Linked DNA regions of Mus musculus: all the other regions are linked to region 1. The links are chromatin contacts, called in public Hi-C, HiChIP or PLAC-seq, Micro-C and promoter capture Hi-C maps. All regions are on one chromosome and are shown on one strand. Each heading gives the region's core, a stretch centred on a gene start, on an enhancer-like site or on the middle of the called end of the contact. The rest is flanking DNA. Distances are from core to core; before and after follow the strand shown.

Evidence for each region. Promoter capture Hi-C pulls out the DNA fragments that hold promoters and counts their contacts. Hi-C and Micro-C count contacts between places; a contact is called where the count stands out from the background. HiChIP or PLAC-seq counts read pairs in DNA pulled down with a chosen protein or histone mark.
Region 2: a contact with region 1 is called in a promoter capture Hi-C map of pre-B cells, with 2.3 times the contacts expected there. The contact joins the enhancer-like site here to the promoter of Hivep2 in region 1. A contact is called at or near these places in 4 of 39 promoter capture datasets (the 3T3-L1 cell line, the HPC-7 cell line and pre-B cells), 4 of 484 Hi-C or Micro-C datasets (cerebellum, embryonic stem cells, muscle stem cells and 1 more), 6 of 115 datasets of contacts at active chromatin or transcription factors (DN3 thymocytes, embryonic forebrain, embryonic midbrain and 3 more) and 1 of 9 other capture datasets (adipose tissue).
Region 3: a Hi-C map of uterus shows a contact between it and region 1, with 2.5 times the contacts expected there. The contact joins the enhancer-like site here to the promoter of Hivep2 in region 1. A contact is called at or near these places in 2 of 484 Hi-C or Micro-C datasets (cardiomyocytes and uterus) and 2 of 115 datasets of contacts at active chromatin or transcription factors (astrocytes and neural tube).
Region 4: a contact with region 1 is called in a Micro-C map of embryonic stem cells, with 3 times the contacts expected there. The contact joins the promoter of Ltv1 here to the promoter of Hivep2 in region 1. A contact is called at or near these places in 1 of 39 promoter capture datasets (the 3T3-L1 cell line), 4 of 484 Hi-C or Micro-C datasets (embryonic stem cells, pre-megakaryocyte-erythroid progenitors and pre-pro-B cells) and 1 of 115 datasets of contacts at active chromatin or transcription factors (pancreatic cancer cells).
Region 5: a contact with region 1 is called in an H3K4me3 HiChIP or PLAC-seq map of embryonic stem cells, with 6 times the contacts expected there. The contact joins the enhancer-like site here to the promoter of Hivep2 in region 1. A contact is called at or near these places in 6 of 39 promoter capture datasets (the 3T3-L1 cell line, the C10 cell line, cranial neural crest and 3 more), 4 of 484 Hi-C or Micro-C datasets (embryonic stem cells and stem cell-derived neural progenitor cells), 16 of 115 datasets of contacts at active chromatin or transcription factors (the NIH/3T3 cell line, T-cell acute lymphoblastic leukemia, astrocytes and 6 more) and 1 of 9 other capture datasets (embryonic stem cells).
Region 6: a contact with region 1 is called in a Micro-C map of embryonic stem cells, with 6 times the contacts expected there. The contact joins the promoter of Vta1 here to the promoter of Hivep2 in region 1. A contact is called at or near these places in 1 of 39 promoter capture datasets (hippocampal neurons), 6 of 484 Hi-C or Micro-C datasets (Sertoli cells, cerebral cortex and embryonic stem cells) and 3 of 115 datasets of contacts at active chromatin or transcription factors (astrocytes, memory CD8 T cells and pancreatic cancer cells).
Region 7: a promoter capture Hi-C map of embryonic stem cells shows a contact between it and region 1, with 4 times the contacts expected there. The contact joins the promoter of Sf3b5 here to the promoter of Hivep2 in region 1. A contact is called at or near these places in 5 of 39 promoter capture datasets (the 3T3-L1 cell line, embryonic stem cells and hippocampal neurons), 2 of 15 datasets of contacts at CTCF or cohesin (embryonic stem cells and pro-B cells), 22 of 484 Hi-C or Micro-C datasets (the HL-1 cell line, LSK cells, Sertoli cells and 10 more), 24 of 115 datasets of contacts at active chromatin or transcription factors (DN3 thymocytes, astrocytes, bone marrow-derived macrophages and 15 more) and 2 of 9 other capture datasets (embryonic stem cells and liver).

Annotation. Positions count from the first base shown.
Region 1 is chr10:13,964,912-13,967,645 of GRCm38.p6, reverse strand. It overlaps Hivep2 (human immunodeficiency virus type I enhancer binding protein 2), which reads right to left and starts at 1,267. Exons shown (of 9, transcript NM_010437.2): 1 at 949-1,267.
Region 2 is chr10:13,437,209-13,440,060 of GRCm38.p6, reverse strand. The region is part of intron 1 of Phactr2 (phosphatase and actin regulator 2); the gene reads left to right. Among named protein-coding and RNA genes, the nearest start is that of Phactr2, 36 kb to the left of the region's middle. Within about 2 kb of position 1,465, at least 69 of the 459 cell types and tissues checked have an H3K27ac peak or open chromatin away from gene starts, as enhancers often do. A contact at or near this core is called in pre-B cells, where this site is marked.
Region 3 is chr10:13,327,376-13,330,107 of GRCm38.p6, reverse strand. The region is part of intron 1 of Phactr2 (phosphatase and actin regulator 2); the gene reads left to right. Among named protein-coding and RNA genes, the nearest start is that of Gm46211, 100 kb to the right of the region's middle. Within about 2 kb of position 1,332, at least 10 of the 459 cell types and tissues checked have an H3K27ac peak or open chromatin away from gene starts, as enhancers often do. A contact at or near this core is called in uterus, where this site is marked.
Region 4 is chr10:13,191,495-13,194,440 of GRCm38.p6, reverse strand. Ltv1 (LTV1 ribosome biogenesis factor) reads left to right here and starts at 1,304. Exons shown (of 11, transcript NM_181470.4): 1 at 1,304-1,413; 2 at 2,202-2,333. The coding sequence starts at 1,411.
Region 5 is chr10:13,106,703-13,109,475 of GRCm38.p6, reverse strand. All of the region lies in intron 2 of Plagl1 (pleiomorphic adenoma gene-like 1), which reads right to left. Among named protein-coding and RNA genes, the nearest start is that of Hymai, 17 kb to the right of the region's middle. Within about 2 kb of position 1,320, at least 58 of the 459 cell types and tissues checked have an H3K27ac peak or open chromatin away from gene starts, as enhancers often do. A contact at or near this core is called in embryonic stem cells and neural tube, where this site is marked.
Region 6 is chr10:14,703,906-14,707,050 of GRCm38.p6, reverse strand. Vta1 (vesicle (multivesicular body) trafficking 1) reads left to right here and starts at 1,562. Exons shown (of 8, transcript NM_025418.3): 1 at 1,562-1,701. The coding sequence starts at 1,590. 1700016L04Rik (RIKEN cDNA 1700016L04 gene) reads right to left here and starts at 1,442. Exons shown (of 6, transcript NR_045824.1): 1 at 1,378-1,442.
Region 7 is chr10:13,006,977-13,009,748 of GRCm38.p6, reverse strand. It overlaps Sf3b5 (splicing factor 3b, subunit 5), which reads right to left and starts at 1,299. Exons shown (of 1, transcript NM_175102.4): 1 at 566-1,299. The coding sequence starts at 1,126. The coding sequence ends at 866.

The DNA.
Region 1 (2,734 bases), core at 18-2,517:
ACATCTGCTTTGATAGCAGCCAGCAGAGCCGCCGCGGCAGAGAGCCCCTCGTTAACCCCCTTCCTGTGGCTGCACCACGTCATGGAACATTCCCGGAACGGGCCAACGTTCCACCCACTTCAGGGAACAGACATAAAGGCGCAGACCCAGCTCCTCGCGGTGCACTGCCCAAACACACATGTTTCTTCCCGATCCCCCGACCAGAAGCACAAACAAGCATGCAATCCGCCCCCACCCGTCTCCAAGCGCCGGGGGCCAGCCGGCGGCGGCTGGAGCCGCTCTGCGGCCGGTGCACCCGCAAGGCGAGGGCGCCTCCGCCTGAACCTTCCATGGAGACAGTCCCCTCCTTCTTCGCTTCCTTCCTTCCTTCTCTCCTTCCTTCCTTCCTCGCTCGGGAGGAGAAAGGAGTCACAGAAATGCCCAGCGCCAGCGCCTCCGCTGCGCTCGCTCGGCCGCAGGCCGGCAGCCCGGCCCTTGCCGTCCGCTCGCCCGCTCGCCCTCCCGCCCGCACCGCCCCCAGCCCCGCGCCGCGCCGCGCCCCCTCCCCCGCTACTTGACAACGGACCGCCGGCCGCGGCAGCCGCAGCGGTGGCCCGGCGGTGCGCGCCGGTGCACGTCCCTCATTAGTAACCAGGCACATTCCTGCCTCCAGCGCTCCCGCGCGGCCCCCTCCCCCCAGGACATTACGCAAAGCAGCCTCCCCTCATCTGCATAGAACCTCGGCCAGGGTATTCCCCGCATTTCCTAATGCGCCCGACCCCCCCCCCCTTGCTTAGGTCTCCCCCATCCCCGCCTCCTCCGACCCTTACCCCTGGGCCACCAGGAAAGCGGCCGGGGGCGCGCGCCGCGAAGGGGGCGATGGAGTTGGGCGAAGGCGATTTCAGGGTAAAGTGAAACAAGCTCGATCTCTGGTGCAGGCAGGAAAAACACAGAACCGAGGCCACTTACCGAGCCGAGAAGGGACCTAGATTCCCGCCGCTCTGCTCTGCCAGCGGCCGGTGCGCCCTCCACGCACCCCAGGGCTGCACCCAGTACCCAAGAGTCGAAGCGTGGAGGGAGGCTGCTACCCAGCCAGAGGACCTTTCAAGTTGCTCGGGCTCCGGGCAAGCTTCAATGTCCAAGACTCAACTTGGCAAATACTTGTGCCACAGTCACCGAAGATGTCTTTTTTTTTTTTTCTTTTTCCTTTTTCTTTCTCTTTTTGCGGAGACCCTCCTCCACCGGGGAGAGACAGCGCACGGCGGCGCCCCGCTCTCCAGCTCTCCACCCCCTCACCTCCAGCCCGCCTCCCGCCGGCCGCCAGCCTCCCGGCCGCGAGCCCCTCGGGCGGCTGTCAGCTCCCGGCAGTCCGGGTGACAGCGGCCGAAGGAGGGCGCGACGCGGCGGGCGGTGGGGGGGATCCTCGCAGCCGCGGCGGCCGCTCACCTGTAAAGTCACCGCAGCGCAGGAGGAGGAAGAGGAGAGAGAGGAGGAGGGGAGGAAAGCCCCCCGGTGCCCTTGTTCTTGCTGCGGCGGCTGCTCCTCGCCCAGGCTGAGCGTGTCTGGTGGGGGGTGTCTGGTAGCATTTCCTTAAGGACAGAGGGAGGGCGGGCGTGGAGGGAGGGAGGAGGGAGGGAGGCGATCCCCACCGCCAGCCCAGGCTCCTCTTGTCTTTATTTATATATTTATTTATTTTCGGACACTGTTAGGAGATGGAGCCAGGGCGGGGGCCAGGGCCGCTAGGCTGGGGCTTGAGCCGCAGGACCCGGGCCGCAGTTTGTCGGCGTGCGGGAGCCGCAGCGGCCACCTCCCCTCCGGGCTGTGGACGCACCGGGTTATTCCTGGCAGCGCCTCCCCGAACAGAAGTTACTAGGAGGAGTGCGCGGCGAGGGCGGGCGGGGGAGAGGGGAGGGAGGGAGGAAGAGGGAGAGACTCAGCCAGCGACGTCATCGGATCCCCCAGCGCGTCCCTGGGAGGGAGGCTGAACCAGAAAAACCAGTCTGGAGCAGGCCAGCGGGGCGAAGGATGTGCGACCCGGACTGGCCCTGATGCGGGCGCGCGGGGAGGGAAGGTCGCGGTCGCGCTCTCTTGCCTCGGAGCCGAGATCTCCGCTGAGAGCGGGTATCGGCTTGCCACGCAGAAACACTGGCGAGTCTGGAGCGGTCTGAGAATTTCCTACTAGGGTGTGGAAACCTCCTTCGCGCCCATTCCCTTCCCTCTCTAGCCCCCTTTCCCACGTACTGGTTCCTTGTGATCTGTGGGATCCTTACATTTTGCCCGCGTACCAAGGATTTCTCGCCTCTTCACCCTCCAGCTGCACTCACGATTTTGTTAACAATTCGGGTGGTGGTGGGGAATTATGTTGCAGCCCCTGGAGCTCACAGTGTGTTTCACTAGCATTTTCCGTGCCGGGGCGGAAGCACGAAGTTTTCACGAGCTCGAAACGCCCCAATTGCTTTCCCCGGGGTCACTCCCCAGGGCGCCCCGGGTGCACCCTGCTCAGGAAGCCGCCCGCCCTCGTCTGGGTATTCAAATAGGCTAGGGCAGCGGTGCGGGGAGCAGCTGCCGGCTTCCTGGGGGGCCGAGCGGGGGAAAGGGGGCGAGCTGCCACCTCCAGCTGCGCGCTTCTGGTTCTCTGCTAGGGACTGAAATCACACCCAGCCCTGGGAGAGCTGGGCGGGGCTGGGGGAGGGGAAGGGAATCCCAAGCGAGTAGGGGCCGGGACTCTGGCTTCCTCCCCAGCCCGGCAACACCC
Region 2 (2,852 bases), core at 216-2,715, 530 kb after region 1:
AGTATACACCCACAATCCCACACACAGGGAGTGGGGCAGGAGGATCAGGAGTTCAAGGCTAGCTTCAGCTACATGAGCTTCTGTCTTGGAAAAAAAAAGTACTTAAGAGGGAACTTAGTGGTCTCCTTTCATAGGACAGGGTAAAGCTGGACAAGGGATTCAGGAACTCAGTTGGACATTATTATCACCTCATTGTAAGCCTTCTCCTGTCCCCACCCTACCTTTTTCCTCAGTCCCCCAGCTCTGGGTGTCTCCAGATCCCAGCCATCTTATTGAGGCATCCCAGAGAACTTCTCTTTTGTAGGGCTCCCACATGAAATCCCACAGAAGGACTATGGTGGCTGTGGTTAGATCACATGGCTCATTGGATGGAAACTCTGGTGTCACCCAAGAAAACCAAATGAACTGGGGTGGTTCCCTGAGTAAGGGATGTGGAACAGCACTGTTTCTAGAAGCCGAGAAAAGGAAAGGATGTGAATGTGGCAGAAACTATAGTTACACCCCAAACACTTCAGACTTTTATTTTTAAACTTAGTTTCTAGTATTGAAAATAACCCAAAGTAGATAGAATTCTAGAATGATCCTTCAAGTGTCTACTCTCAGTGCTTCAGTTGTTCCCAACTTGTGGTCCAAGATTTCTCTTTTAGACTCATTAGGTTCCCCTCCCCCATTTTGGTATCTCACAAAGCAAATTCCAGACATCATATAGACTTTCCTGTAAATAGTTTAATACTATAAGGATTCTTTTTAGAAAACAGAGCCATAATGCCATGATAGTACTAGAAACTTGAACAAGAACCCATTGCAGATTCAGTATTCAAATTTCCCAGTTGTCTCAGGAATGGTTGGACAGAACCCAAATCTCCTTATGTGTCCTTGGATTATCACTCTTAAGCTTTTAGCCACAGTCTTCATTTCTTTTCTGTTGTTTTGACAAAATATCCCAACAAACACAGCTTAAGGGTAGAAAAGATGTCTTGTGGCTCATGACTCCAGGTTAGGGTCCATCATAGCTAGGAGGCTGAAGTTGCAGGCAGCAGGAACGTGGGCAGGAATAGAAGTGATTCTCAGCTCGCTTTTGTCACCCTTAGACTTCAGGATTTCCTGCCTGGGGAATAACGCCACCCTCGGTGGGCAGGTCCTCCTACCTTAGTTATTCCCGATTAAGATTATTCCTCACCGGCATCCTGGAAGGCTAACGGGATCTAGCCAGTCCCTTGTCGAGACTCTGTTCTCAGGTGATTCTACGTTATGTTTTGTGGACAACCTGAACCATCAGAGCAGCCAGGCACTCTGTTCTGTCTCTCCTCCCTCCCATGGTGACCATGTCGCCTCTTTACTTGACTGGCTTTTGTTCCTGTCACACTAGCACTTTCTCTTCTCAAATCCTCTAGCTCTGTGCACCACTGTGGAGTAATTCCGGTCCTCAAGTCCCTGGAGTCATTCTGAAAGCAGCAGTTGTGGTTTCGGGGTGTTTGTTTATGAACACCACAGAGGTCTACATACCGGGCACAATTCTGGCTTCCCTCTATCTTCAGTTTCCCTATTGAGAGTGAAAAGCATCCATACTTCTTCTCACAGCTCCTACTGTTTCTAGCTTTGGTCTTAGATTTTCAAATGGTCGTTTGCTTCAGGTGGGGCTTCCCTCTGCTGGTTCCCTCAAACCTTGCCAGGACGCACAAATTGGTGAGGTGAAGTGTGAACTTTCCTCTTCATGGTTGGCTGAGTTCAACTTTTGATCTATCAGCATGTGGCTCGGGCATACCAGAGTTCTGAATACTCTTGGAGCTGAGGGGTGGGGCTGGGGGCAGTGAGAGGAATGGGGCTTTGAAGAGATTGAGGAGGCTGCAGCGCTCACATTTAGAAAGGTCCTAGCCACCACCACCACCACCACCACCACCACCCCACACTGCTCGTTCAGTATCACAGGGAAAACTTGAAAATAGCTACTATGCATACTTTGCATAATAGCAATCATGAAGTTGCATCTCTCTCTCTCTCTCTCTCTCTCTCTCTCTCTCTCTCTCTCTCTCTCTCTCGTGTGTGTGTGTGTGTGTGTGTGTGTGTGTGTGCAGGTCCACACACCATACGTGTGCATGGGCAGGTAAAGACAGGGGGTCATGATCAGATGTACTCCTTGCTGGCTTTCTGTGTTGATTTAGAGATGAGATCTCTAATTGAACCTGACTGAAGCTCTGTATTTCAGTGAGGCTGGGAGCCACTGAGACCCTGGGCTCTGCCTCTTTCTGTCACCTCAGCACTGTGCTTGTGTTCCTTCAAGCCTTGATTTTACACAGGTGTTAGTGATTTGAACTCAGGTCATCACGGTTGCATATAAATATTTCACCCCACCCAGCTGTCTCTCCAACCTGAAAGATGGCTTTTTGTTTTCAGTGTGCTAAGAATTGAAATTCTGGCTTCACAGCTCCTAGGTAAATGTTCTATCCTGAGTCATATTCCTGGCCCTCTTTCTCTTTATATCTTAAACACTTCTTTTCTGTTGTTGTGTACTTCCCTTTATTATGACTTTCAAAGAGCCAGGGTACCTGAGTACTTCCTTCTTGGTCAGTCTCACAAAAGATCCTGGGTAGTGAATGGGACGCTCAGAGTTCAGATGCTGGTTCTAGGTCCCGTGCCAACTCGAAGGAAGGTTGGCTCATTTTTACCTCTGTTAAATGGGGTCTAAGATGTTTTATATCGTGGAACCGTGACCAAAGTCAAGAGAATCAGTGAGTTGTAGAGCCCTTTCTAATAGGCTGGACTTAGTATCGAGTCATACAATCTCGGCGCCTGTACCTCGAGGCTATGGCAATTGTGGGGATCGGTCACCTTGTTCTCCTAAAGCTCCCAGG
Region 3 (2,732 bases), core at 83-2,582, 640 kb after region 1:
CTAGCAGTGTAGCACAGTAGGATGCGACACCCCCTTCCCCAATACAGTATTCTCGAGAGACTGGCACCAGGGGAGAGCTTCCATGCCACTTGTCCTCAAGGCCATGAATAAAGGCTTTGTTCATGGGGGGTACTCAGTTGTTACTAGTTCATTGAAAACATGTCTGTTCAATCAGGCAGTCTGTAGCAGGACAGAGCTAGAGTTGGTGGCAGGCTTGCTATCTTCAACACACTATTAACAAACCATGCATATTGTGCTGGATAGTTTTATATCAACTTAACACAATCTACAGTTGCTTGAAAGGAGGGAATGTCAGTTGAAAAAATGCCTCTATACAATTCAGCTCTAGGGTGTTTTCTAAATTAGTAATTGATGGGGGAGGACCCAACCCATTGTGGGTGATAGGATCCTCTGGGCTGATGGTCCTAGATTCTATAAGAAACCTGTAGAAACTGGAATGAGCAAGCCAGTGAACAGCACCCCTCCCAGACTTCTGCCTCAGTTCCTGCCTCCAAGTCGGAGCTGCTTGAGTTCCTGTCCTGACTTCTTTTGATGATGAACACTGAGATATATACATACATACATACATACATACATACATACATACATACATACATACAGATATATATATATATGTGTGTGTGTGTATGTATATATGTATGTATGTATGTATGTATGAATGAAAGTATAAGCCAGATAACCCCTTTCCTCCCCAATTTGCTTTTGGGTCATTCTGTTTTATTGCAGCAAGAGAATCCCTAAGTAAGACACATATATATACTCATACAGATGAGGCTTTGTCTATATATAAAGTTGTTGGTATTCTGGATATGACATAAGTGCTTATCCTACATATATTAAGGGTTTGTTGTCCAAACACCTTGTTAGGGTCTGGGAATGTAAAGGGTAGTTGCTATAACAATGATTGGACTTGACATCAAACTATTAATTTCTGTAGCTCAGGCAGCTATGGAAAGGGCGTTCTGAAGGTCACTTTCTATAGATTTTAACTAGTGCCTTAAAGATTTTGAATTGCATGGCAGTTGATATTTCTAATGCTACTGAGTTATACTCTGTTTTGCATATAAGATGAGGTAGAATAACTTACACATGCTTTTCCTTTTTTATGATAGAGGGAGATATTTTGGAAAAAAGAAATTCCAGACCCACCCCTTGATTTTTCTGGTTAAATCTTCCAGGAGTTGGCTCAATGAATAAGTAAGCACAGAGCCTCTGCTCCAAGCCCATGGCTGAGACTAGCTCAGGGAGGGGCGGAGGCAAGGTATTTTGTTAATCCTGTTAGCTCTTGAGAGCAGAAGGAGGGAGACTCAGGAAATAAATCATATAAAAGTATGCGAACAATAGGAAAGAAAAACTTGCCTTACAGGTTAATTTCCTGCTCTGCCCAGAGTTTGTGGAATGTGATCATTTCTGTTTTCCAGTGCTTGATATAAGTAGAAAGTCCAAACTCGTGAGTCTTAGCTGGGATTCTCCTTTTGTCTGATGGTACTATGTGTCATGTTAACACCAGTTTTCTCCCACAATTGTAAAATTAAAGAGAATGGAGTGGGGATCAGCTGCAGCCTCTACAGAGTAACATTTTAAGGTGTAAGTGCCACTTATATTTCCAGAGCTCAGCCCAAGGTATGAAAACCCAGAAAGCCTTCTGTTTGCCTTTTCCTGGTCACAGCTTCCTAAGGAGGCTGGCTCTTGCAGAATGTAGCCAGAGTCTAAACGAGATAGAAAGTTGTAGGAATAAAACAAATAAAACTGGAAGGTAGTCAGGGAAAATAAACTCACTTGAAAGCTTGAAAATGTTTGCATATTAGATTTCAGCTTCTGGGTTACAAATATTCTGTTATCACATGATTAAAATACCCCCGCGAAGCATTCTTACCACTTAAAAATAAAAGGGTGTTGGTCTAGTGGCTCATAGAGGAGGAGGGACAGACAGTGTGCTGCCTTTTAGGAAATCTCGACATGGTGCGTGCATAGAAAATAAAGATCTAAAATGATCCTTTCGGACAGACAGCGTTTCAGTTTCCCTTGCTTCTTCTAAACATTGTATCATGAGAACAAGATAATTAAAGAAACAATTCTACTTAGAAAGTTAGTAAGTTTAAGTTCTCTCCTTTTGCCTCAAGCAAGTGTTTGCCACTGCTACAATTCCTGTTAGCCAAGGAAGTGCCACTAATTTGTTAAACGTTCACAGCCAAGTCCAAAACAAGGATGTATGTTAACACTCTTAGAGAACTTGAGCATGGCCATTTTCAGTCATGCTTGCTTCCCCCGGCCGCTGCAGTTCTCATTGCTCATGGAATTTCTGGAGAATTCTATTTAATTCTTCTCTCCACCATGAGAACCTACCTCCAAGTTCTGGAGTGGCAGTGGCTAGAGAGATCTGGCAGATCTGAGGAAGATGGAGACCCAGGATTAGAACTTATGGTGTCTGAGTTCTTCCCTATATATGCTCAAAACTCTCCTCCAGTCACCAAATTGTATTTCTGCAAAGTGGACCCTGAGCTTCTAGGAGAGGAGTTTGTCATAGTCTAGGTTTGTAAGGGCCAGGTTGATGTCTGCTTTAATTTACCATAGTGCCTTCTGTCTATGAAAAGTACGGTTGTCACTTTGGATACCCCAGATGGCTGAGTTTAATAACGCCCACATCAGACAAGTCAGAGAAATCTGAGTGATGGGGCAAAGTGTTTGAAAATCTCCCAAGTACAAGTGCT
Region 4 (2,946 bases), core at 55-2,554, 770 kb after region 1:
GCTTCAGTCTTCAGCATCACACACATCGAATACGCCCAACACTAGCGTGATGCAAGTAGGAGGATACGTAGTTCAAGTTGGACAGAAGGCTGGGCTACATGAGACACTGTCTCAAAAAACAAAAACAAAAAACCACCTTGGGTTTTTATTAGTTTTCATCTTAAAAAAATATGCAATCATCAGAGCTTCGGAATTTATTTTATTACATCAAATGCCCCTAAAACCAATAATCTTAGTGTTGTGATCATAAAAAGAGAAAGAGCTATTACGATAAGTTCTGGCGGGGTCTGGGAGAAGGGGGTATAGAGTTTATTCAGGGCATGGAGAGGGGAGTTAAGAAAGTAGACGAGGCAGAGAAAGGCAGAGAGAAGGAGAGAGTAGTGAAGTAGAGGCGGGCCATGACACATGGAGCAAGGGGGGGAGGGAATGGGGAGCAAGAGGGCAAGAGGCAAAAGAAAGGCAAATGAGAGAGGATGGGAGAGGGGGAGACAAGCAGCCCCTTTTATAGGGCCAGGTCTACCTGGCTGTTGCCAGGTAACCGTGGGGCAGCGAATACCTGGCAATTGCCAGGTATCTGTGGGGGTGGAGTCCAGACAGAATACCAACACTTATGGACTGTGCTAAAGGTACGGTTGGGAGTTGTTCATCAAAAAGATGTAATACGAAAACCCTAAAGATGTTAGACTCTGCCTATTGAAGCTAGGCCTTGGTTGGACATTGCTAGGCAACTGATTCCCCTTAGGTCAAGAAGCCAGGGAAGGCCAGGGAGTGGTGGAGCACGCCTTTAATCTCGGGAGGCAGAGGCAGGCGGATTTCTGAGTTTGAGGCCAGCCTGGTCTACAGAGTGAGTTCCAGGACAGCCTAGGGCTACACAGAGAAACCCTGTCTCGAAAAACCAACCAACCAACCAACCAAACAACCAAACAACCAAACAAACAAACAAACATATTAAAAAAAAAAAAAAAGAAGAAGAAGAAGCCAGGGAAGTGACCACTTTCCTGTCATGAACCTGCACAGCCTTGGTCTTGTTTTCGTTTGTTTTTGATTGTTTTTGTTTTGTTTGTTCTGAGTTAAGCACAGGTAAGGAATATCTGAAGCCCCAGGTTGGAACCTGAAACTTGCCCTCAGGTAAGTAGGCTACTCCCTGCCGCCACCAACTCCAGCCAGAAAGCCCCGCCCACTGAAGGTCCTGCTAGCCCCACCTCCCGGAAGTCCCCGGGAAGGTTCTGTCACCGCGGGCTCACGCAACTTCCGGCTACAGCCTAGCGGCTCGCCGGCGATTGGCTCCTTGCCCCGCCATCGTGTGACGTGCTGCCCTAGCCCTGTGGACCCACGTGTGGAGCTGCCGGCAGGTACCGGGGAGCGGCGGTTCGGCTGCCGCGGTTCCGGAGAGGGTGTCCCTGCCTCATCATGGTGAGAAAACCGCGGTGCTCCGGGAGGGAGCCGCTCCCTGCGGCTGACTTAGGCCACTGGCCGCGTGGCTTGGTGCCCCGAGTCCTGTCACTCTCCCGGCACCAGTCACCTTCGTCACCCCCGGGGCACTTCGGAAGGAGAAAGAAGGTTTCCCTTTCGCCAAACGCCCGGAGTTTCCAGTCCTGAAGGCTTTGGGTAACTCCGTCCCTGTGACGCAGAAGCTCCGCCCCCTGCTTCCGGGGTTCACTTGGGCCACTGGGTAGCAACTCTGGTTAGACCCAGAGCTGAAGAGCAAATACGAATGTATCGAGGAGTAAATCATCTGAACCTTAGTTGTCTGTGCCCTAATCTTATTTACTACCTTGTAGATGAAGTGTCTGTCTATATTTTCTTGTGGCAGGCTCCTTGTCTTGTTGATAAAACTTTTCGGGGACCTTCCCAGAGCACCCATTAAGAGAGACTTCAGGCATTTGCTTTTGATTTGAAAATCCTGTTTGATTTTCCCTCTTACTGATTTACTTGCTAAGAGCGGAGAGTTTCTCACACTGCCCCACATATTCCCCAGCACCTTTGAACAAGTGTCTCAGAGTAGGTGCCTAGCCAGGGTTTGTTGGCGAAGGTAAGTATGGATCCTTCAGGAGACAGGGACTCCTGTCCTGTCTGGCTTAGGTGTACAAATCTGAAATATCTGTTCACCCTCCACATGCTTAACTGAGTGTACCTGTGGCTGTGGCGTTGCCCACTGTGTGGGGGTTCTGTTTTATTGACCTTTCCTGATTATTTTGTAGCCTCACAGAAAGAAAAAGCCCTTTATAGAGAAGAAGAAAGCTGTGTCTTTTCACCTGGTCCACCGGAGCCAGCGAGATCCTTTAGCCGCAGATGAAACTGCACCCCAGAGGGTTCTCTTGCCTACACAAAAGGTAGGTCCTGTTCTGGAGCCACTACGTTTTTAGGTGAATGGTAGTTTTGTAGTCCTGAACATGGAACCCAGGGAACTTAAGCATGCCGGGCATTCTCAGAAGTTGGTCCTCTTAAAAAAATAAAAAAAAGAGCTGTGACTCAGTTTCCAGTTTCTGTGCTGATGTTTGATGTTGTGTATTTATTTTGATTGACAGGCTAAAGCATCTTTGAGATTATTAAATAAAGAGATCTTATAGAATATTAGTCAAGTTCACTAGTTCACAGCCTCCATCTGCACAGTATTATTTAGGCTATGGCGGTATGCTCAGTCTCTGCTTTCTCTTGGGATTCCCCCATATTACAGTAGTCTTCCATTTGCCCCCTCGTCTCTCATGTCATGAAATACAGAACATCCAAGCTCATGGATAGCTTTGGCAATCCTAGAGGGGCCGTGAGTAGGTTGGTTTATGTTAGCATCACACTTGTTAAAGATGGATAATGGAAACATTTTGGGGGATGCTGGAAAGATGGCTCAGTGTTTAAGTACTTGCTGCTCTTGCAGAGGACCCAGGTTCGGTTCCCAGCACCCATATGTAGAGTCACAGCCATCTATAACAACTGTTCCGGGGGTTT
Region 5 (2,773 bases), core at 71-2,570, 860 kb after region 1:
GGTTGGCCCCAAAAGGGACATTGCCCTATGCTTTTAAATGCCTCCTCTAGAGGGGCTGATGGAGGCTCGCAAACTTATGAAGGCAAAAAAAAAAAAAAAAAGTGTTTGATAATACGCCATAAAGGAACAGCAACAGCATTGATCAGGTTCAATAGACCAATCAGGTTTTCCTAAAATGTAGCATTTGCAGTGGAAGCCTGGTTAAGTAGTTACATTCATAGGATGTACAGAGAGCCATCAATCCCCATTCATCCAGCCACATTTACTGAGCCAAGAACTTTGCTGGGCTTGAAGATATAAAAATGAATAGGACACAGCTGCTTTACCTCTAGCTAAAAGAATACACCTAAACAAAGAGCTCTGGGGGACGTGTTAAGTGCTGTGGTTGAGGTATGCACAAAGGGCTGGGGCCAAAGGAGGGAGCCATAAATTCTTTCTGGGAAATCAAGCATCAGGCCAGTGAGGGAAGAGAGCTAAGAAAGGGTGGGGTATTTCCTTGCCATAAACCAGAGCTCCTACTTTACCATGTTCTGAAAAGGAAGGTAGTTAATTTTAAGATTTACAAACTATTGTTACTCCAGGAGCTATCTCCGTCCACTGTCTGTCGCATTTGTTTCCGACACACTCTGCGGACATTCTCAGCAGTTCTGGGACTAGAAAAAAAAAAAAAACTCCATGATGTGTAATCATTGTATCCCTGCAATAATCACAAGACAGAATGGGTCCCCGCCATGAACTTAGATCTCAAGTTCAAAGATGTTTTGAAACAAACAAATGAAAAACAAACTTTGAAGGAGCCAGCCATGCCATTAATGCTTCTTCTTGGTGGAAAGAAAGGAGGGGATCACCTGATTATATCATGGTTCGCATTTGTCTTTCTGTCTGGGTTTTAAAAAGAGAAGGGCACGTTGAATGGCCGGCTACTTGCCGTCATTCATTATGCATACCATATTCCTACTTATAGCATAGTTGGGACAAAACCCCCATTGTTCATTACACACTAGCCCCAAACTTGAGTCATTCTAATGTAAGCATGAGAAACTCCCGGCTCCTTTGGGGTGAATTTCCAAATTCCTCTGTGTTAAATTGAGGTCTAATTTTTCCTGTGCCTGGTTTTCACAAGAAGGTCCATTCCACCCCATGCGCTCCCTTTCAGCTGTCAATAAACAGAGGCAGTGAATTCCCCACAGCTTTACAAAGCTAGTTAGGCAGACCCATTCACTCCTTCAGGAAAACAGCGCATTGATTTCAGCCAGTTCCCAGGGTGCAGCAGGAACAAAGAGATCAAAGGCCCACCTCTCTCTCCCTCTAAAGCTTTCATTAAGGCCCAGCCCAGACAAACTGCGACAGGTCTCCTTGAGACCAGGAGAGGGCCGGGCAGACCACCTCATGGTTCAATTCAAATTCATCTGTTTCCTACATTCCAGTGACAGTCCAGAATGCTAACCGTGACAAAACGATACAATCGGCTGGCATAATATACTGCTCACTAGTTCATCCAAGGTCAGGGGGAGAAGAGAGGCCTGGAGGAAAGTCCTAGGTTTCTAGATCCTGCTGGGCCTCAATGGCTCCCTGACATTCCATAAATAAACTTCTTCTCTCTCGCTCTCCCTTTCTCCTTCCATGGTATCTTTACGAATGGTGATCCACTTAACCGTCTGAAATTTCTTTTCTCCACTGAACCCAAACTCTCTGGAAAGTTTCTTCCCAACCTAACAGTTGTATAGGTGTGGTGGAAGGTCCCCCGACCAGCCCCTTATCAATCCACTCCTGTGTTCCAGCAAAGCCCCTACACTGTACAAGTTCCTGGTTACTTCAAGTGAAAAGTGTAATTTCTAACTTCTAGACGTTCCCGAAGGCACCGTCCCCAGGGAAGGCCACACAGCTCAGAGAAGAGTATAGTTTGTATAAATTCTGTTTGCTAAACAGAAATAGGAACAGGGGCGAAACAGTTACCTTTTTTTTCCCCTTTAACTTGGGGAATCTAGCTGGGTAGCCAGGTCCTAAATAGTGGTCTCTGTGTGAAGGAGTGTTTGCACGTTTGTGGGAGTGAAGAGGGCTAGCCAGGGGCAGGGCGAACCAACAGAGTCTGAAAGAAAATATGTTTTCCCAAGGGGGGGTTACCTCTATTAAACAAACATAATTAAAAGGGTTTCTAAATTTGCCCTTGAATTCAGAACTGCTCCTTTGAGGCGACCTTCACCAAACCCTGTAATGAAATGTGTTCGTGTCTGTCACTCATCCTGAGTAAACAGGAGAGATGGCTTACCTTTCAAAATTCCTAAACCGAAGAGAAAATAAACAATATTGGAACTAAAGGTATGGAAAACCCACTTCTTGATGCAGAACACACCCTTCCCACATGCCCAGTTCCAAGCTTCAGTACTGTCCTAGGGCTCACCACAGATTTCCTGAGCCCTGAATTCACTGATTCTTGTCTATCTTTAACTACTACAGAGGTACCACAGAGAGTAGTCAACAGCCCTCTGTGAAAGGCTTCCACTTATTTTCAAGGTTAGACAGGAATGAGCTTTAAAAAGGCCAAAGTGGCGATTGTGATAGCACACGCTGGTAATCTCAGCATGGCCCTCAGACGCTCACAGTGTTGGGTCACGAGTTCAAGGCCAACCCTAGGCTCAATAACGAGAGCCTCTCTCAGAAAACTAAAGAAGGAGAAAAAGAGACAAAAGGGGAAGGGAAGAAGATGATAAAGGCAGGGAGGGGAGACAGGTGCCTGTGACAAAGACAAGTGACTGTTTTATCAAGAATGTTA
Region 6 (3,145 bases), core at 313-2,812, 740 kb before region 1:
AGCCATTCCATGTATAAAAAGGGAAGCAACACTACCATTTTCATTCAGTGATACTAGTGTTACTCTGGTGGTAAACCACATAAGGCAAACACTATATACCAATATTGGCGTTGAAAAAACAGGAAAGTTCAGCCGGGCGGTGGTGGGGCACGCCTTTAATCCCAGCACTTGAGAGGCAGAGGCAGGTAGATTTCTGAGTTTGAGGCCAGCCTGGTCTACAAAGTGAGTTCCAAAACAGCCAGGGCTATACAGAGAAACCCTATCTCAAAAAAACAAAACAAAAAACAAACAAACAAATAAAACCCAAACAAAAAGAAAAAAAATACAGGAAAGTTCAAATGAAATGTAAGTCCTTAAGGATGATACTATGCAATGGAGAGGTGGCAATAGATAAATAAATAAATAAATAAATAAATAAATATCACTGCTATAAAGAAAAGGTGGGGTGTGCTATAAAGTCAGAAGTGCAGACTCTCCTGGACTCTATCTTGTCAAGTAGTAAGACAGACTAATACTTTCCTAATGTTCATCATCTTCCTCCACTAATCAACTCGCATAGTTCACTAAAACAAGCACTAGCCATATCAGAGAAAGTATTCAATTCTTATTAGTTCGCATGTGTTTACCTTTCAAGTTTGAAAAGGACTGTCTATTCAGTCCAGTATTTGGACATGCAAATTTTAATCTAGTATTTAAACATAGTGTTTCTCATATAAGAATTTAAAACTTCTAAACTAAAAGCAATGGTTGTTTCCAGTTCCAATCTCCTTTAAGTACATGTTTTCAGTATCTCTTTACAGTTTCTAGAAAGGCTATAACGTGTACTTCTGTGTGTGTGAATGTATAAATTTTTATTTTGTGATCATTTTCTCTGTTAAAACTAATGACACCTCCACCCCCCACTCCACCCCACCCTCCCCCCCCCCCACCAAAAAAAAAAAAAAACCCACTGTGGCCCATCTATATGCATATGTCTGTAATCTCTACTAACTGGGAAGCCCTGGGTAAAGGATTTCAAGTCCAAAGCTTAGTTTGGCAATTTAGTGAGACCCAGTCTCATAAAAATAAAGACAAGGGAGAGAGTGAGGGAGGGAGGGAGGGAGGGAGGGAGGGAGGGAGGGAGGGAGGGAGGGAGGGAGGGAGGGAGGGAAGGGAAGGAAAATTTGAAAGCTGAGAAGGTAGCTTAGTAGTATATACGCTTGCCAGAATATTCCCAACAAAACACACACGCATGAGATAAAGAGAGGGGAGGGGAAGTTTTCCTTTCTCGCAGTTAAAGTCCTTTACGTTATTTTCCCCTTTCTTCTCTTTCATTCATTCCATGCAAACAAACAAACAAAAACAAAAGTTAAATTTAAAACCTCTATCTCCGCTTACCAGCAGAGAGCGCTGGAGCCGTGTGCGACACAGGAGACTCTCATTCTCCAAATAATAACTGCCTTAAACCAGGCAGTAAGTTTGTCTCCTTCGGGCACCCGTCGCGGACAAGCGTCTCAGCAACGGATGCGTGGGTGAGAATTGCCCGCTCGGAGGCGGAAGCGGAAGTATCTGTGACCGGCGAGTAGGAAGTAGCGCTTCCGGGAGTGGAGATGGCCGCGCTGGCCCCTCTGCCGCCGCTGCCCGCGCAGTTTAAGAGCATACAGCACCATTTGAGAACGGCGCAGGAGCATGACAAGCGGGACCCCGTGGTGGCCTACTACTGTGAGTCCCTCCGAGTCCCCGTTCTCCCGCCCGGTTGCGCCCCGCGCCTCCCTCCGCTCTTGAGGCCCGCCCCGCCCCCTGGCTTCAGACCTGAGCCTTGACCTCTGGCTCGGCCAGGAGGACCCCAAGTACTAGACTCCCTCCACACCCGGACCCCCGTCTCTCCAGCTTAGAGCCTCGGACACGCCTCCCGGCTGTTCTTTCTTCTGGGAATGAGAACCTCGATAGTCATAGGTTTCCCAGAGATGGGTGGGAAGGGAGACTAACAGAAAACATAACGAAAGCTGTGCATTAATCACGAGAGCTTTCAGGTCCCTTCCGAAACTCAGACGGTTCAGTGGACAGTGGCTACTACTGAAAATTTGAATTTGACTGTTCTTGACTTGTTTTCCGTACTCCTCATTACCACCAGTAAGAATTTGGAGTCATCCTTTAGCTATCCTGAAAGTTAAGAAGTTTAATGCCAATATTCCTAGTTTGAGATGTATATACTACTGAAGAGGACACAGTTTGAACTCCGTTCAGACATGCAGAGTTGGTGAAGTGGATAGGACTAGTAGTTTTATGTAAACTATGATTTGAATATTATACTCCTATCTTTGTTGCAAGAAATGACTGTACTCTGAGTTTCTAAAGAACTTTCAGAATACAGAAATGATGTGTCCTCTGTTGTGGACATTGTTAGCAAAAATCTGGACCAAGTCAAGCCTTCCCTTGTGGACATGTATGTACCTCATTTCTCAAATGTGCATGGATGTCCCCCTACCACCACCAATAATTGCCATTCTCCACTTGATTTATGATCTGAATTCCCACCTCTTCTGCAAGCCACTCGGTGGCTATACTTCATTTTTATAAAAATCATACCAGTATTGTTCCCACCATTCTTGTTCTTTTGATGATCTTCAAACATATCCTAATTATTGAGCCTTTTTACCTATTGACGAGCATTCCTAAGTACTGGGAAAAAAAAACTAAAACCCAGCTCCTGTGGTCCTAGGACTACTGAGAGGAGGGGCGTTTGAACAGTACGCATTTTATAATTTCAGGAACGGGCATAGAAGTGCCACAGTACTGTAGAGGGGACCTCATTTTCCTGTGTTCAGAAACACATTGCTCAGTTGACAATGGAAGCCAGACCTTTGTGCACAATTGCTGAAGAATATACCTTTAAAAGGAACAAAAGTCTGAAGGTCCACAGAGAAGTTTAAAAGAGGAGGAGTGAGGATTTGGAGAGTATAGAGCCAGAGAGAAGTTGGATACAACAAAGAGGCTGGCTCTGGACTGTGAACCAGGGCCCTTTGTTTCCCTCTAAGCCAATCCTTATTCATGAACCTGTAACTGTGCACCTTTGTCACTACCCAGGATCTTTTCCTTCCTGTGTCATTGTGGTCATTCCTGCCCTTTGTTCTAAGCTTGATTCCCCTGTTTTCTTTGTTTAAAA
Region 7 (2,772 bases), core at 50-2,549, 960 kb after region 1:
AAGTCAAACACACTGCTGCTCTTGGGTCCTCTGCCCTGGCCGGAAAACACCTGCATGGCCATTTCTCTTGATTCCTTAAAATCTGTTCTCAAATGACATCTCAGTAAAGTAGCATTGTAAGCATGGTTTTTAAAGTTGTAAACTCTTCAAGCTGGCATAATGTATGCCCTCAAACCTTTGGAAAATGCTCTGGTGAAAAGGGAAGAGGGGTGGGGGGAATGGGGCGCTGAGCAGGATGGGGACGTGATACCACTTGTTTGCCAGTTTATCATTTCTGAAGACACAAAGGGTAATCATCAAGAAAAAGGGGTAAGGGGTAGCGCATAAAGGGAAGGGTAGGAAAGGGATATGGGCAATCTCCGCGCTTCAAGGTTTCTTTGGGACCAGACACACTGTACGCGTGAAGACTATTGAGGTGGGATAATATCATAAAAGTGTGTGTGACGACTTAAGGACTTGCCCTGTGCTTCTGCCCCCATTTCCTATTTATACTCTCACAAAACCTTGATCCACAGAACCCTCTCCTAATAACCTCCCAAAGAACACAGCAATCCATACCAAAGAATAGAGCAAACCCTAAACTTTATATATATATGGTTTTTTAAAAAGGCAAGAAGACATCAACTATCGAAAAGCAGACTCGAAATGCGCATCACTCTCGTGCAGTCTTCTCCCTCGCTTGCCGATGCTGGGATCACTCCTTCTGCACAGTTCACAAGGAGCGGACCCGGACAGTCTCTCCATGACTTGTTCCGAATCCTCCACAGGTACGCAGGTCAGGCGACACAGCCAACACGGAATGGTCGAGATGCAGGAGCAAGGAGGCTCGCAGCCGGCACACGGGGAAGACTGGGCAGCGCTCACCTCAGTTCTCCTCGGGCTTGTCCGCGGGCGGCCCGCTGGGCTGCAGCATTTTCTCCATCAGGTTGAACCGCACGCGGGCTTTGCTCTCGTTCTCGGCAATGGCGAAGTAGTTGAGGAGGTCGAAGTGGCCCATGTAGGAGCAGTAGGAGTCGCGGTGCTGGTTCACCAGCCATTCCCACTTGGTGGTGTCGGCGTGGCCCGTGCCGATGTACTTGGACTGCAGATGCTCCAGCTGGCTGTGGATGGTGTACCGGTCCGTCATCGCGCCGCTCTGCTCGTAGGCTCCGAGGTCAGGACACAGACGAGAAGCTGCCGCTCGCGGCGTTCAAGTGAGAGACGCTGCCGCTGCCGGTGCCGCCGCCGCCACGCAAAACCTCAGTTCGTGCAGGCGCGGGAGAAAGACGCCACCGAGACGCAGGAGTAGACAGTCTTTTCCTAGGCGGAAGCGGAAGTGCCGTCTGTCGCGGGATTGGAGTTGCCTAGGAAACACTGGGCCGTCTCCTCACGGAGCCCGCCTACTTCGAAGAGTGTTGCATGATGGTCCGCTTAGTGGCTCTCGGGTGATCACGTTCTAGTCTGAGCGTTGCATTCTGGAACAAGTAGTCCAAAGAGTTTGTTTTAGGGTTTTGTTTTGTTTGTTTTGTTTTTGCCTGGCTGCTGTAGGACGATGGCAAACGGCCTCTGAGAGTTATCCCACGGCTCTGGGCTACTAAGAAGGGGAAATCCAAGAGGGTTTCAACTACAAGCAACCAGGAAAATTAACTCTTGTACCTAGAAGCTAACGTGGCAGCATGGTTCCCCCGCGGTCCCAGCTTTGTCTCTTAGAATTTGGGCACTGGGAAAAGTATTTTTGGTGATCAGTGTCAGCCCCAGTAGTCTCACTAATGGCTCCCACAACGAGCTCCAGGCTCCCGTTTCTCAACCCATTGAGGGGTTGTTTGCTCTAGGTCACTCAAAAGCTATTCCTTGAAGTCAGATGTGGTTCAAGACTAGATAGATAGATAGATAGATAGATAGATAGATAGATAGATAGATAGATAGATAGATAGATAGATAGATAGATAGATAGAAAGAACACCTCTCTTTCTAGTCACCTGTGTTTTTCTGCTGATTACTGCCTTACGTTGGGGGTTGTGCACTTTCTCACGTTACAAACAACTCAGAAAAGATAATTGTACTTCTTTTATGGTATCCCTTAAGGATACATGTATAGCCTGATGTAGATTGTACTCTCAAAAAACCATTTTAGGAATGGGGTAAGAGCAGTCACAGCCAAAGAGAATGGACAATGACAGACAATTTGAAAATACAGGAGTTTGGGGGTACTTTTGTTTACTTGGTGGGGGGAGGATCTGGCCCTGAGCTCACAGCAATCCTCCTGCCTTTGCCTCCTGAATGCTGGGATTAGAGGTGAGTTCCGCTCCATCCAATATTAATTCTTCTGTTTAAATTTTGTCATAATAAGCATCATGCCAGGTGGTGGTGGCACACACCTTTAATTCCACCACTTGGGAGGCAGAGGCAGGCAGATCTCTGAGTTCAGGGGCAGCCTGGTCTACAGAGCTAGTTTCAGGACAGCCAGGGCTACAAGGAGAAACTCTGTCTCAAAAAAAAATAAAACCAACCAACACCAAGACTTAGACAACATAATACACATCTTATTCCTAAAATATAGAGACTATACGGCAATACCTGTGGATATGCCATCCAGCCATACTATACCTGTCTCTTATTATTTATTTATTGAGACAGGGACTCAAATTCTCTGCACCTGCTTCAGACTTTGAAGTGATCTATCAGAGGCTTAGTCACCTTGTCAGGCTTCATTTTAACCCTTTAATTGTTTACTGTTTCACTGTCGTTTCTTTTGGTTTGCAGGGGTTTTGTTATTGTTTTTTGTTTGTTTGT